2 separate regions of the Mus musculus genome follow, and region 2 is linked to region 1. Evidence: chromatin contacts called from public HiChIP or PLAC-seq data. All regions are on one chromosome and are shown on one strand. The core of a region is the stretch at or near the end of the contact, and the rest is flanking DNA. Distances in the headings are between cores, read along the strand shown.

Region 1 (7,741 bases), core at 2,931-5,430:
TGGAGCACTTGTGGAATCGAGCACCAGTGAGATGGAGCAGGAACAGAGAGGTTCTGCTCTAGGATTCCTCTTCTCAGTGGAGCTGGTGCCACAGACACTTGGTCTTCAGTCCAGCCTGACACTCCATATCCTTGTGAGATGGATGTGTTATAGATGTTTCCTCTACTGAGGTCAAAGCATGAGCATCATTTAGACATCAGCAGTAGTCCAGAGGGTGGAGCTTAAAGAGCCCACCGATGGCTCAGTTATAGCCTATTCATCCAGGGCTGGTACACCAAGGACCAGGGCAGGAATGAACAAAGATCCTCTTATTCCAGCAGCAGCAAGGTCATCCACTGGGTTTTAAAGAAGCTACATGGTACCCTTTCACCCATGCAGTGTGAGGCATTATAGAGGCATGCATGCATGCAGGATCAACCATCAGATTTTCACAAACCTGAGATTCCAGGATCAGGGAGGGTGAGGCTGTCCCTCCCAAGGGTGAACCACATCAGCCAGTGTGTAGTGTAGAGCAACATTTGTTGCTGCCATAGAAAGAAGCACTAGCTGGCGTGACTGGCTAAGGGAAGTTGATATTTCAGAAGGCCACAAGAGTTGGAAAATGTCTTTCTGACACTGTCATGGAGAAGACTGCAAATGAATGCCCAAGGCCATCATCTAAATGGCTTCCTGTAACTAGATTCACATTCTATCTACTGTGATGCTGAATTTTTGGAGTGAACTCCTGGAAAACCAATAAAAACATAAAACAACCCCTCCTTTCCATTCAGGTGGAAGCCTTCTCTCCACTGCAGAGCTGAGCATCCTTCTTTTCCAAGAATCTGTGATTTCAGCGTTTCCTTCCCCTAGCAGAGTTGCTTGCTCTTGACATAAGATGGAGTTTCACTATTCTATCAAAGAAGTAGGCATGAGTTTCATCATTTCTGGACTATATTTGACCATGCAGCCACCCAATGAGGTGAGTCTTCTGTGGAACCCATTTTGGGAAACACTTTGCAGTAGGTTTATAGTAACAAAGACACAGCTCTATTGTCCATGTAACTACCATAGATAGGAAGAACCAGCCTACTCTGACGAGAACTCACTCCCAGCAGCCCAGCCTCCCCTGCTCTTAGCATTCAAACCCTAGCCATCTAAATTTGTTCCCATCCTCCTTATCCTAAGGCACTCGGCACTCCACCCCAAGACTCTATCTTCCACATGATGATCCTGAATGGTCTGATTTCTGTTGTTGTGATAAACACCGTGCCCAAAAGCAACATAATGGAGGAAAGGGTTTATTTCAGCCCACACTTCCAGACTGTAGTCTATCATTGAGGCAAATCAAGGCAGGATTCCAGCAGAAACCATGGAGGAATACTGCTAATTGGCTCACTTATGCTCAGCTAGCTTTCTTACACAGACCAAGCCCTAGTGAAGCCTAGGGATGCTGCCTCCCACAGTGGGCTGGACCCTCACACGTCAATTGTCAATCTAGACAACAATTCACACACATGGCCAGAAGCCATGTTCCTCAATGGAAGGTTTCTTCAGAAGAGCATATGTTAAGTCAAGTTGCTTACTGAAGCTAACTACACAACGAAGTCTTATGAAATCCAGCATTTCTTCCCTCAAATGCTCTTTTCTCATTTCCAACACGCTCTGCTTCTACAGGATTTGACATGAGGATGTACAAAATAACTTAACCAAGTAAGACCAAGGCAGGATCAGAAAAAGAACATTTATTAAGTGCAGAAATCCTAAAAGTCAATCCAAATATAGTCAGAACAAGTCAAAATTACTAAACATTCATGGGACTCAGAGACTCACAGGGTGATGGGGGACCCCTTAGACTCAAAAGATAATTTTCTTGGTGGCTTAGGTTCAAACCATTGAACTTGTTCCTGTTTCAACTTAAACTTTTCCTCCCATTAGTCACTAAGGACTTACTATGTGCTTGGCGCTGGATACAAGGGGTTCAAAACCTAGGAGGCCTAGGACAGAGTGAGATGAACCATAAGAGAACAATGTGATGCACTTAAGTGGATTCAAGAGGAATTATTGAGCTCTGCCTGGAGGAATCAGGAAGGCCTCAAAGACTTGGAGAACCCAAAGAATGTTATCAATTATACAAAGATGTGAGGAAGGGTCAATAGAGAAATACCTGTGCAAAGATCTACATGGTTTGAAAGACTCCGCTATGGTTGAGAGGCGCTTTCAATCAATGAGGGTCAAGTTTATTGTTTGTCAGATGCACCATCAAAAACTCAATATATTAACCAACTTAATCTTCCAGGAAGTTCAATGAAATAGGCTTAGTCAAAGTTCTATGGTTGTGAAGAGATACCATAACCATGGCAACCCTTATTTAAAACAACATTTAATTGGAGCTTGCTTATAGTTTCAAGTGTTTAGTCCATTATCATTATGGCAGTGAGCATGGTGGTATATAGGCCACCATATAATACATCTGGATCCACAGGCAGCAGGAAGAGAGAGACACTGGGTCTGGCTTGAGCTTTTAAAACCCCAGAGCCCACTTCCAGTGACACACTTCTCCCACCAAGGCCATAGCTCCTAATAGGCCACTCTCAAGCAGGGCCACTCCCTAGTAACTACCCATTTAAATATATGAGCCTATGGGGGCATTCCTATTCAATCACCACACTGGTGGTGTTATGCTATTCTATGTGTGAGAAAACATTGCTAAGGCAGATTCTTTGACTAAGGCCTTGCTGTTAGATGATGGGGCAGGTCACACAGAGTAATATCAATGTGGGGTGTCAAATCCTATGAACAAGGATTCAGTCCCAGTTTTGCCCAACTCGGAAGGCCCCCCCCCCTTTTATCAGGGGTGTTTGATGGTTCCTTCCTTGGCTAAGTGAATAGGGGGTGGGGCCTGGGGATGAGCTCAGACAGGCCAAGTGGGGAGCCTGGGCCTCCTTACTCAGACCAATGGGAGATAACTCTCACTCCAACTCTCTCATGACTTTCGACTTAACCCCACGGCCTCCTTCCTCTTCCCCACATACCTTGCCTTCAGGTCACAAAGCCTTTTCTTTTCTTGGCACCTGGCACAGAGAAGGCAACACTTTTGATTTTGGGTAGAGCAAAGGAGCCACCAACAAGTCAAATGCTGTCATTGGCATCTCAGGCTGTCCCTCAAGAGAGTCCTCAGAAGAACTGCCCTGTTTGTCACTTCCAAGGTTTGGGTGTTTCCCTAGTAACTGTGGGTTTGGCTCAGCTTGGGGACTGCTTGTCTGTCTGTCTGTCTGTCTCTCTCTCTCTCTCTGTCTCTTTCTGGAGTTAAATGATGTAGCAAGGCTAACTTTCCAACTGATTTGCAGAAGGGCCAAAGAGAACTGTGGGTATCTGAGCTGAGGCCAGCTGAGCTCCCGTAGTGCAGATGGTGAAGCAATCCTGACCTGTACTGGCTACTGTTTTTAGACCTTCTACAGTTTAACATTGTATAAAGTTTACATCTCCATCTGGACTTTTGAAATTGGCCACAGTCCATTGGGCTGGAGTGCAATGACCTTTGAACAAAGATTACTGGTATCCTGGGCTGTGACCCACAGAAATCACATGTTAGTGTTCCAGAGTGGTATGAATGTGATTTTGGGTGTGAGGGGTGGATATACAAGGTCCCAGAAAGCTCTGATTAAAGTGTTCGTCTGTTCCTTGTTCTTCCTTCAGTCTTTGGCTGTCTGTCGAACACCTTCCCTCCCAATCCATCGAGTGGTTAATTATCACATTTTCACCTCCATTTGTCCCTCCTCAGTCAGGTTTCAGATGCTCCCTAGCCTTATGAAGAACCAGATAGTAAATATCTTAAGCCTAGGACCACAAGGTCTTTGTGGCAACTACTTAACTGTCACTGTAGCACAATAAATGCCACACATAATATGCAAACATACAATTGTAGCTATATTCTAATAAAACTTTACTCATGCGGGGCAAGATACTGTGATAGGCCATAGTTAGATTACTCTCCTTTAAAAAAAAATCCTCTCCCACTTCCTTCTTATTTTGAATCCCAAGAATGGGAATGAGGTGTTTAAAATGCAAACTATTTGTCTGTCTTGTTACTTTTGGACAGTCCTTCTGTTTCTTTATACTTCAGAAAGTACACATTGTCTTGTCCTTGTAGATGGTTATTTAAATTGAAAGCAGCTGTGCAGAAAGGCACTCCCAGGGAGCACATTTGTTATGCCCACTACTAGGAAACAGTGACTTTTAGACACACTACATTTGTTTGGCTAGATACAATGCTTACCATTGTGTTACAAAGAACCCAGGAAACCCTTCTACCCCTCACATAGCCCAGGCACACAATGGCAAGTATTTTGTTTAGTTTTGTTTGCTGAAGAGAACAAAAAGGAGGTGAGCTGGAAGGAGGGAGGGAAGGAAAGAGTATAAGAAAGCTAAACTAATTTGGAAGTGGTAGATGATTCTGGACTGTAACATGGATACCCTTCCTTACCCTCTCAAGGTTGTGACTATAAAACCTCACAGCACCTGAGCTCCTGGGGGGAAATGAAAACCAGATAGGAATATACCAAACAGAGGTTCAGACAAGGAACACTCCATAGGTGTGTCCTGTCAATGGAGGTGGGCGACCAAAATGTATGCATCAAGATCACTTGGCCTCAAGGATGTATCAGCACCAATCCCATACTCCTCTCTCTCCTCAGCCTGTGGTTATCAGGAGAAAGGGTTCCTGACTGGGGGCCTTGCAATGCTTCTTACACCTGCTTATATTGAGATACTCAATGAAAGAACTATGCAGACCAGCGTCTGGAAAATGTTGCAGAGTATTTGATCACACTGTAAACCCCGAGATTGTGTTGGTTCCTGTGGTGTGCTGGCTAGTCTTGTGTCAACTTGACACAGCTGGAGTTATCACAGAGAAAGGAGCTTCCATGAGATCCAACGGTAAGGCATTTTCTCAATTAGTGATCAAGGGGGAAAGGCCCCTTGTGGGTGGGACCATCTCTGGGCTGGTAGTCTTGGTTCTATAAGAGAGCAGGCTGAGCAAGCCAGGCGAAGCAAGCTAGTAAAGAATATCCCTCCCTTGCCTGCTTGCTGTGTGGGACTGAGTAACTGCTAGATCCTTGGACTTCCAGTCACAGCTACTACTGAACCATTGTTGGGAATTGGACTGCAGACTGTAAGTCATCAATAAATTCCTTTACTAAATAGAGACTACCCATAAGTTCTGTGACTCTAGAGAACCCTAACTAATACATGCAGGGTGGGGGGGACCCTGTTTCTTGTTGTAGTGTGGCTTAGCCTCAGAAACCACCTTTAATTCCTCTGGCTGGAATACAGACATGCCCTTAGTACTCATCTTTAATACCAAATGATGAAGGGATGAAGGTAAAGTTAGTTTGTAGAAGGAAAGACCCGTGTTTGAAAGTGATGTCTAATTGAGGGGCGGACAAAGTGACAAATCAGAGAAAGACTTGACAAAATAGGATCTGCCTAGCTCTCATGAGGAGAGGAAAGGGCTGCCCAGCTCTCATGAGGCAAGGAAAGAGAGGTAGGGCAGGAAGGAGGAGGGGTCAGTTTTACCAGGAGAGTCTTATAGAGAAGAGAGAACAAGCTAGACAAGGGTGAAGATAGAATGAGCCAGAAAATGAGAAGGAGTTAGAAGATTAGAACATATTTCTGGAGTTAGTATGAGGACAAGCAGAGCTATTCAGGAGAAACTGAGAGAAGCCAGACTGAATCAGTCAGCTTGGAGAGTAGTTTGAGTCAGAGTAGCTAGGTTGATCAGCCAGCCAAAGTTCAGAAAGAGCTAGAAACGGTGAGCTTATTCAGCAGTAAGTCCTCAAGGCTGAAAATATTCTAGGCCTAGATAATATTGTATGGAGGCTAGAAGCTTCCAGGACTAGGCCTATGTTAGCAGAGTGAGACAGTAACCCTCAGAGACGATTATTAACTTCAGGCAAATAAAAGGTACTTTTATAGCAAAATATGATAAGATTCCAGGGAAAGATTAGAGCAGGCAATGTAATAGCAGCATGATTCCAGTTTTGCTTGAAATCTTTAGGTACTTTCCTGGACCAGAACCCAACTGTAGGAACACATGCAGTGATATGTCAACAGTGCCTTTCTCTACGTGCACTCACAGATGATTTAAACTGTCCACGTTTGGATTGCTTTGCGTGTGTGCGTATATACGTATACCTGCTTGTGTGCATGAGCCGTGTGCACTGTGAACATGCGTGTGGAAGCCAGAGGTCAGCATTGGGTACCTTTTAAAGTTGTTTTCTATCTTACTGTAATTTATTTATCTTTAACAGTCATATAATGTGTGCACTGCTTGGAGGCCAGAAGACTACTCGCAGAGGATGGCTCTCTCCTTCCACCATGTGGCTCTTGAGGATAAAATTCAGGTTGTCAGGCTTGATCACCTAGCTGGCCCCACACTGTTTTTTTTTTTTTTTTCTTTTCTTTTTAGACAGGATCTCTTAGTGGGACCTAAGACCCAGGGCTTGCCAATCCGACTAGGCTAGCTGGTCAACCAGACTCAAGGATGCTCTATCGCTGTCTCTCCAACTCCAAGGTTATAAGTGTGCATCTCTGCACCTAGGTTTTTACTTAGCATCTGGGGAGCTGAGCTCAGGTCCTTGTGTTTGACAGAACCAAGAATCCAGTCTTGGCTCCTTATTTGTCTTTTAAAAAGTTGATTGATAATTAGCTTGTTACTGCTTCAGCTTTAGACAGACACAGTTTTAAAAGAGAAGGAAGCCTGGGGCCCTCAGCCTAACTTGTTAAAACATCAGAGAGCAATCTCTACCTGCTGGCAGTTTGCCCATCTGCCCCAAGTCAGGCTTCTCTCAGCCACACGGAAACTTCCAGATAAAACTCTGCCACAGGCCAAGTGGAGGTGCTTAAGCATCTAGCTGGAGAGTCATCTTCCCGGGTTAGCCTGGGGAAAGTGCAGGGGTTCTGCAGGGACAGGCTGGGGGATGTGTGGTTCTCCTCCCAGGACCTTTCTTGTTGGTTCTTTTTCAAAGACTATGTGTAGTACCTGCTCCAGCCCAGCCAGGCCTCCTCCCTCTGCAGCTCAAATTACTGAAAAAAGGACCTCAAAGCTAAATAAATGAGCAAATAACCTCAAAGCTAAGTGAGGAGCAAAGAGCACATCTTGGCCTTTTCTATTTTTCCTTTTTCTTTTTTTTTTTTTTTCCCCAGAAAATGTTAAGAGATTGAGTTCATTTGGAAAGTATTCTACAAACAGAAGTTTCTTTTTCTTTTCTTTTTTTCTTTTCTTCTCTTTCTTTTCTTTTGTTTTTTAGATGTCTTTTTAATTTAATTTTTTTTACTTAGTCACTTTAGGTCTCACTCACTACCCCCCCCCCCCCCACACACACACCATAGTCCTTTCCACATGCAGGAGATCCAGGGGTCCCCTACCTGCTCAGAAACAGGAGTTTCTTAAAGAAACATGTATTTGAAAAGCATAGTTCTCCTCTTAGGAATTCTCACTTTTGGGGGGAGCAGTGATGGCTAGAACCCAGGAGAACCACTTTAGCTTTTATGGGCAACAGCTTCATTATGTCATGGTATTGTCTCGGTGCACATGACATGTTTGCTGAAGAGGAAAGACTTGTGTGACTGTAGTCTTGGATTATGGCTTTGCTACTGGTGGCGTTGGACAAGTGAGTCCTTTGATGTCTTTCTTTGCTCCTCTGGGGGAAGGAGAAGCCATGAGGACCACAGGATGATTCACCAAGAAACACATTTAACCTTG
Region 2 (7,741 bases), core at 3,897-6,396, 590 kb after region 1:
CAACACAGTTATCTTTCTCTTTTAAAAATAAAGTTTACTGTTTGCTTGATTAATGTGCATGGGTACACATGAGTGTGTGAGGGGCACACACGAGTGTGTGAGGGGCACACACCTTTGATTAAGCAAGTGCACATGGTGGTCAAAGACTGGGAGTTAGTTCTCTCCTACCACACAGGCTCTGGGACTGGCCTGAGGCTATCAGGCTTGGTGGCTTTTACCAGCTGGGCCACCTTGTCAGCAATCCTCTTTTAAAGGCTCCTCTGGGGAAAGGGCTATAACAGAGCACTTACCTAGCATGTACTAGGATCTGGGCTCACTTTCTGGAAACATATACACATTAAAGATTACCTTCAAGGACAAGAAGAACTCACCAATAAGCTTATTTTCTTTGACAAAACATCGGAATTCAGCCCCAGGAATTAATTCACACCATTTTCGGAGAACAAGCTGTAGACACGGAATAAATATAACAGAAGTATATGAGAAGAGCCTTTCATGTGAAAATCTTATTATAATGATTGTCATTAAAAGTGGTTTTGTGATAAAGAGGCCACCTAAAACAGGAGATGTGACAGGAGCTGCAACCCTATCAGAATTGAGGTTTTAGGTTTGGCTTAGCGGTTCAGCGCTTGCTTAAGCAGCTCAGAGCCTGAGGAGCATCCTAGCGAAGACGGGGTCACCATTTGGAGAGATTAGAAACAGATAAAGAAGGCAAATCTCACCACCACTGCGCCACAAGCTGCCCTGCTGGTTGTATATTGTGTCCCTCTTGAAGAGTGAGTGTCTGTCTGTCTGTCTGTCTGTCTGTCTGTCTGTCTGTCTCTATCTATCTATCTATCTATCTATCTATCTATCTATCTATCTTCTCAGCACTGGGGTCCTGGGTTCAGGCAGCAGCACATCTGTTTGTAAAGTTTAAGATGTTATAGAAACTACTTATGAGAGTCTCGGCCTCCCTCTTCTTCCCTGCCCTTCCTCTCTCCCTCTTTCAAGAAAGGGAAGGACCAAGCTGTTATCACTGAGGTCTTAGCTGGGTAGTGGTTCCTCAGTTTTTCTGGCATTTAAATTATCTGGTAATAATTTCCTCTTCTTAGAGAAAATTAAGTTTTTTATTAAATGTCTTAAGACTTCCAAATGCACTGAGTTCATCCTTCATTGCTGAGAGCTCTGGGTTAAACCTTGCAAATGTGGTATTTGCTAGGGAGATAGTTCTGTAGTTACGAGCACTTGGTGCTGTTGCAGAGAACTGGGTTCAATTCCCAGCACACAGGTTGGTCTACAACCTCCTATAACTCCAGTACTAGGGGGATCTGATACCCTCTTCTGATCTCTGTGGGCACCAAGCACACATACAGTGCATATACATGCTTGTAAACACTCATACATAAAATAAAGTGAACAAATTAAATATATTAAAAAAAAAAAACCCTGTGAGTCTCAAACTAAAATATTATCAGTTCTTATGTATTAAAAGTCAATCCTGGGGTACGAGTGTGGGTGTAACGTGGCTACAGTCATTTTCAAACTAGCAACAAACTAAGCAAGTGTGGTACACTAACAGCAGTAAGTAACACACACTAATTGGTTTTTAAAGTACGAAATGGTAAAGCCGTTCTCCTTGCCCAGTTCTTCTGTAGTCCTCGGAAGCAACCCGAGCTTTCTGGTTCCTGTTTGTCTTTCAAGAAGTGGTCCAGGAATACCAAGTGCACAGCAGATGGAAACGTTTTTAAGTACACAGACAGGAGCATATGCTGTATGGGACTCTGCTTGCAACGTTTTTCACTGTAATTACTTGAGAACCTCACTTCCCCAGCTTTAACTCCAGTGTCTTAGCATGCTGCTGCCGCATCAAACAGCAGAGGACTGGGAAGTAAACCTCAGCTTCAGACACCATTAGACACCATTTCAACCAGCACCATACCTCAGTGAACGAGTAAATAACACTCTGTGCAGGTCCTGTATACCTAGCACCAAATCCTAACACATAACAGGTGCGTCACAGTAAGCTGTTCAGCAAAACAGTAGATATAAATATGCAATGTGCATATAAATAGTGTTATAAAAGACTGACATGGGAAAATACGCTCTAGAAATAAGCCGGGTGGGGGGGAGGCATATTCATACTTGTATGTAAAGACCAAACCCTCTAAGACCTAGTAACTATTTAGTGGCCTAATAAATAATAAATTCAATGTTCCATATAGACAATATATTCATAGAAGATCTTTCAATATAAAAATATTTAGTACAGTGAGTATCAGTGGACAATATTTTCTCCATGATGCTAGAGACAAACCCAGGACCTAAAGCATGGCATGCAAACACTTCACTCCTAAGCTGCAACCCCAGTCCCTAGACAGATCTTGAAAGCACATATATCTAGAGATGTCTAGAAGCAAATAATGCAGAAGGAAATTTTAATCATGGTACTAATTCTAAGATACTATAAAACCAAATATGAAAATGTTTTACAATTAAAAAGCAATGATGACCAGTTACTGTTCAGAAATACTGTATTTGACAGTACAAATTCAAAAGGAATCAAGAGTAATTACAAGTGATAGTCTACTATGCAGCATTTAAAGGATAAGAAAACTCCAGAATCAATTAATTAGTTAAGAAATTAGCTATATTTAAGACTACTGCCCATTGAGAGGTATCTATGTGTAAATCTTCAGAAAATGGAGCAAAGCCTGGAGCTTGCATCAATTCCAATCCTTCCTCAGTCCGTGTCATCGCTCTCCACCTTCTCCACCTTCTCTGTAGGATGAGTGAGTGGGAGAAGGAGCTGCCACTAAAGTGAGGATGGTGTTGCTCTCAGTAATGCAGTTTGAGTTTGGGATGTCCGCCACAGGTTTCCAGCTCATGGTGCTATTTTGAAGGCTATGGAGAGCAGGTAGGTTGTGGCCCTGGCTGGCAGGCACAGGTCATGAAGGTACAGACACTGAACTAGATTTGGCTGGGTGAAAAGTACAAAGACATTTATGTTATACAAGACTGTGTATATTCTCTGTGTACAGTATATATATCCTAGTATATAGTCTACAAATAGTACATTTTCTTTTTCTTTCTGTGGTGGCCTGAGTAAGAATGGCCCCAATAGGCTCATGGATTTGAATGCTTGGTCACCAGGGAGTGGCCCTATTAGGAGGTGTGGTCTTATTGGAAGAAGTGTGTTGAGGAGGGTGAGCGAGGCCCAGTGCTCCCTCTCTCCCTGCTGCCTGTCCATCTGGATGGAGACCTCTTTCTAGCACCATATCTGCTGCATGGCACCATGCTCCTAAACATCCTGATAATAAACTAAATCTTTGAAATGGTAAGCAAGCCCTAATTAAATATTTTCTTTTATAGGAGTTGCTGTGGCCATGGTGTCTCTTCATAGCAATAGAACAATGACTAAGATACTCCCCGCCCTGCCCTCTCTTTTGTTTGAGACAGAGTCTCACTGTGTGACTTTGACTGGCCTGAAATTTGCTTTGTAGACCAGCCTGTCCTTGAACTCAGCCATCTGCCTGCCTCTGCTGGGATTAAAGACATGCACCAACATGCTCCACCATGCCCCAACTAAAAATAATATATATTCTTCTATATGTACGACAAATTTCTTAAATGTAAAATTTAGCCGTTTTACGTTCCCAGAGAAATTAGACTACAATTTTTCATTTACAAATAAGCAGCACACTTCCAGGACCTTTGTCCGGGATTCTCAATGGTCTAAGGCGAACAAGCCGCTTACCTCGTACTCTATACAAGGGTCTGGAGAGTCATCAGTGCAATGAATAAACCTTTGGAGAGAAAAATGCAATTTTTTTGTTAATTTATGCAGACATCTTCATAAACAATATGAGCTTTGATCCCATGAAGCATTGCTTGCTGTTGAGTACTACGCAGGCGCATTTAATCCTCAACACAGCACAAGCAGCTCCAGTAACCTCCATTTTCCTGTCAATGGGCAAAGAATCTAAAATTCAAAAAAGTCCAAGCTTGGCAAATAAGCTAGGACGATACACAACTCAGGCTGACCAGCTCTGAGTGACGGTAAGTCTGTCCACTCTCGGTGTCCGTCCTGCTGCGGAGTCAGCAGGCTGCATACTGTTCTATGACATCAGCTCTGCCACTGAGAGCCACGCAACATGGCTATGCTCCATCTTTAGTGAAGGTAGGATGGCAGCACCATCCACCTTAGTGATAACCCTGAGGAGTACACTGAGGACTGCTCTGTGGACAGTAGCTTGGCCACAGAAAGCCACAATGTCTGTCATTGCAAAAGACCTTGGACAGAACCATACAACCCTCCGTTAAGCATCCCCTCTAAGGACTGTTTCATGAACAATAAAATAGAGTATTACAAAACGCCCATCTGTGCCAAGCCCTGGACTAGGCACCAGGACCACAAATCACCTAGGACCCCAAAGTGCTTTATGAGGCATGACAGAGGAAGCTAGCAGGTACACAGATCATTTCAGAACACCAGGGAGAATAAAATACTCCGATGGAACAAACAAGGAAGCAACTTGCTGGCTGTCATGTGTGGGAGGGAGAGGAGGAAGTAGAAAGGGGATCCACTTTGAGGCAAAGGGAAACATGCCACAGCAGGACAGGAATATGAAGACAAGAACCCCATGAGATTAGCAGGCATGGGTGTGCATCAGCAATGAAGATGGGTGAAAGCTGTGGACACCGAGCGCTGGTTACTTTGTGTCTCTTTCACCCAAACTAGAGTCACCTGAGAAGGGGGAGCTTAGTGGGAGCCTACCTCCATCAGACTGGCCTGTGCACAGGTCTGTGGGGGCATTTTCTCTTTTAATTGATGATTGATACGGGAGGGTCCAGTCCACTGCGAGCAGCGCTATCCCGGGCAAGGAAGCTGTCCTTGTTTAAGGAAGTAGCTAAGCAAGGCATGGGGAGCAAGTCAGTAAGCAGCCCCCCCCCACCCCCCCGCCCCGTGGCCTCTGCTTTAGTTCCCGCCTTAGCTTCCCTTGATAATGACTCTAAGCAGGAAGACGAAATAAATCCTTTGCCTCCCCAAGTTGCTTTGGGTCTGTATTTTATCACAGCAACAGAGAAACAAAGCAAACCAGGACAAGGGGGAAAGCCCAGGTGATCCGTCCCTCTACTGCTACTCATCTTTATTTGTTTTATTTTATTTTATTTTTTGGATTTTCAAGACAGGATTTTTCTGTGTAGCCCTGGCTGTCCTGGAACTCACTCTGTAGACCAGGCTGGCCTCGAACTCAGAAATCTGCCTGCCTCTGCCTCCCAAGTGCTGGGATTAAAGGAGTGCGCCACCACCGCCTGGCTCATTTTTACTTTTAATTTACCACTGACATGCATTATTGTAGGGAGCTTGACAAAATTGGTGGGAAAAAAAGGTAGTTGTACATGTGCATCACTCGTAATATGTAATATACAATTGTGAAAACCGAGCATGAAGAAAACAAGAGCACTTCCCCCCTTGTGGCTATTACGGTTGGAAGTAAGATGGCCCTCACACGTTCATGTGTTCAATACGTGTCTCCAGCTGTAAGCCCGGGAACTCAGCAGTGGGGTGAGTGTATGAAGTCAGACCAAGTCTCTGCTTCCCCGGCACCAGGAGGCGGGTAGCTCTCCGCCATACTGCTCTGCCTCACTGTGGGCACAGAGCCACGAGGCCACCACTGCAGTTAAGGCCCCTGAACTGTGAGCAGAACTAGATCCTCCTCCTCTTGCTTTGTCACAGGAGAAGGATTCAGCTAACAGATGTGCTGACCAATGAAAGACAGGATTTCTCGGGCACAGAGAAATCTTTTAAAGGCTGTCTTGAAGGTAGTGGGTAGTGAGGTATTGAGGTTTATGCTCAGCAGGCATGAAGCCTTGGATCCAGTTTGAGGAAGGGAAGCATCGAGCCATTCAAACACAAACCCAGTGTAAAAGCCTTTGGCCTCCCTGACTCTGTGGCACGTTGGCACTCTGCAATCATTTATGTTTTCACATTGCAAACAGTAACAATTGTGGTCAACTTGACTAGCTGAAATCCAGAGAACACAGACTTCTAGAACCACTAATAACTGGGAACCAAATGATATAATCTACAACACGTTTCAAAAGAAAGGTACACAGTGTGCTTTATTAAGCTGCCAATGGCCTTTCTGTTTTTACAGTAGCAAATGTTTACGTGTGCCATGTACTACTGAGGTAACAAGGGTGAAAGGAGCATTCAGTCAGAAGGTACACTATGACTCTCATGGATGGAGGTGCTAGAACTCTTACTAAAACTCCTGGGTTAAGTTTAGTGGGGAGGCACAGGGAGGCTGGGGGTGGGGATAGAGGGGATAGAGGAGAGAGAGAGAGAGAGAGAGAGAGAGAGAGAGACAGAGAGAGACAGAGAGAGACAGAGACAGAGACAGAGAGAGAAATACTTAATACACACACTGACAAGACTTTAGCCTCAAGCAGGACTCGTGTTGAAAAGGAAAACAAAAGCTATCATTAACCAAATTTTCTTTCCATAAGAAAGTCAGGAAGTGTCTGTTACCGCGCCCTACCACTCAGAGGTGCAACCTGAGGACCTCATTGCCCTTAAAAGCAAAAATCCCTTGCTTCAAGTTCAACTAAGGTTACCCGAAGTAGCTATACTTCAAAACTAACTATGAGTACATTTAACATTGCTTAAGCAAAAATAAATCTTACAGGTCGTTTCAGGTTGATCAAAATTGAAGCCATGAAATGTCAGGTTAATAAAAATCACTACAATTGTTCAATTCTTTAAAAATAACTGCTCTTTCCCACGAGGGCCAGCATGAGAAGCACTAAGAATATTAATGGAGTTCCTATGTTGTGACACCAGGCATGACGGAGACAAGCAGAATAGTCTAGGGTAGATAACCTATGTCTCAGACATAATCCAGGCTAAGATAGGAAACCAGGAAGTGCCTGGCGTGATGGTGCATGTGTGTACCAGGACCGTGAGGCAGGGGCACTATTATGAGCTCTAGGCTAGCCTAGGCTACACAGTAAGTTCCAGGTCAGCCTGGAACAGTGTGTAAGTAAATAAAATGAAAAGGAGAAGGAAATAAAGAGAGAAGAAAAGAAGAAGCAAGAGGAAGGGGGAGAGAGGAAGGAAGAAAACAATCAATGAACCTAAGGTCAAGAATAAAATCACCATCAAGACCTTGGGCCCTGTAATAAGCCTCTCTCAGCCGCTCACACACATAAAATGTTAGCTTCTGAAACCTTCAAGACCACCCCTCAGGACACACCTCCTTCAACAAGGCCACATCTCATGTCTCCCCAACATTTGCACCAACTGTGGCCCAAGCACTACATGACTGTCCTAGCTAGCCATCAAGCTCTGGGCTTCCCACATGTCCCTTCCTCCACCCCTAGTGCCAGGAATTCGGAAGGACCGCCATATTCAGCTTTATGTGGATTGTGGGGACCCACACTCAGGTCCCCAAGCTTGCCCTTTACCGACTGAGCCATCTCCATAGCCTCAATTTAGAAAGAAAGAAAGAAAGAAAGAAAGAAAGAAAGAAAGAAAGAAAGGAAGGAAGGAAGGAAGGAAGGAAGGAAGGAAGGAAGGAAGGACGGACGGACGGACGGACAGACAGACAGACAGACAGACTTGTCCATCTCGTCCAAGTTTTCCAGTTTTGTTGTGTATAGCCTTTTGTAGAAGGATCTGATGGTGTTTTGGATTTCTTCAGGATCTGTTGTTATGCCCCCCTTTTCATTTCTGATTTTGTTAATTAGGATGCTTTCC

What was found. HiChIP or PLAC-seq counts read pairs in DNA pulled down with a chosen protein or histone mark.
Region 2: a contact with region 1 is called in an H3K27ac HiChIP or PLAC-seq map of embryonic stem cells, with 2.9 times the contacts expected there. The contact joins two enhancer-like sites. A contact is called at or near these places in 1 of 484 Hi-C or Micro-C datasets (embryonic fibroblasts) and 2 of 115 datasets of contacts at active chromatin or transcription factors (both in embryonic stem cells).

Annotation. Positions count from the first base shown.
Region 1 is chr2:5,215,966-5,223,706 of GRCm38.p6, forward strand. All of the region lies in intron 2 of Ccdc3 (coiled-coil domain containing 3), which reads left to right. Gm46729 (a long non-coding RNA gene) reads left to right here. Exons shown (of 3, transcript XR_001783223.1): 2 at 771-958; 3 at 4,674-4,889. Among named protein-coding and RNA genes, the nearest start is that of Gm46729, 4.4 kb to the left of the region's middle. Within about 2 kb of position 4,181, at least 20 of the 459 cell types and tissues checked have an H3K27ac peak or open chromatin away from gene starts, as enhancers often do. A contact at or near this core is called in embryonic stem cells, where this site is marked.
Region 2 is chr2:5,807,060-5,814,800 of GRCm38.p6, forward strand. It overlaps Cdc123 (cell division cycle 123), which reads right to left. Exons shown (of 13, transcript NM_133837.5): 7 at 3,737-3,785; 8 at 372-447. Among named protein-coding and RNA genes, the nearest start is that of Gm29984, 15 kb to the right of the region's middle. Within about 2 kb of position 5,147, at least 23 of the 459 cell types and tissues checked have an H3K27ac peak or open chromatin away from gene starts, as enhancers often do. A contact at or near this core is called in embryonic stem cells, where this site is marked.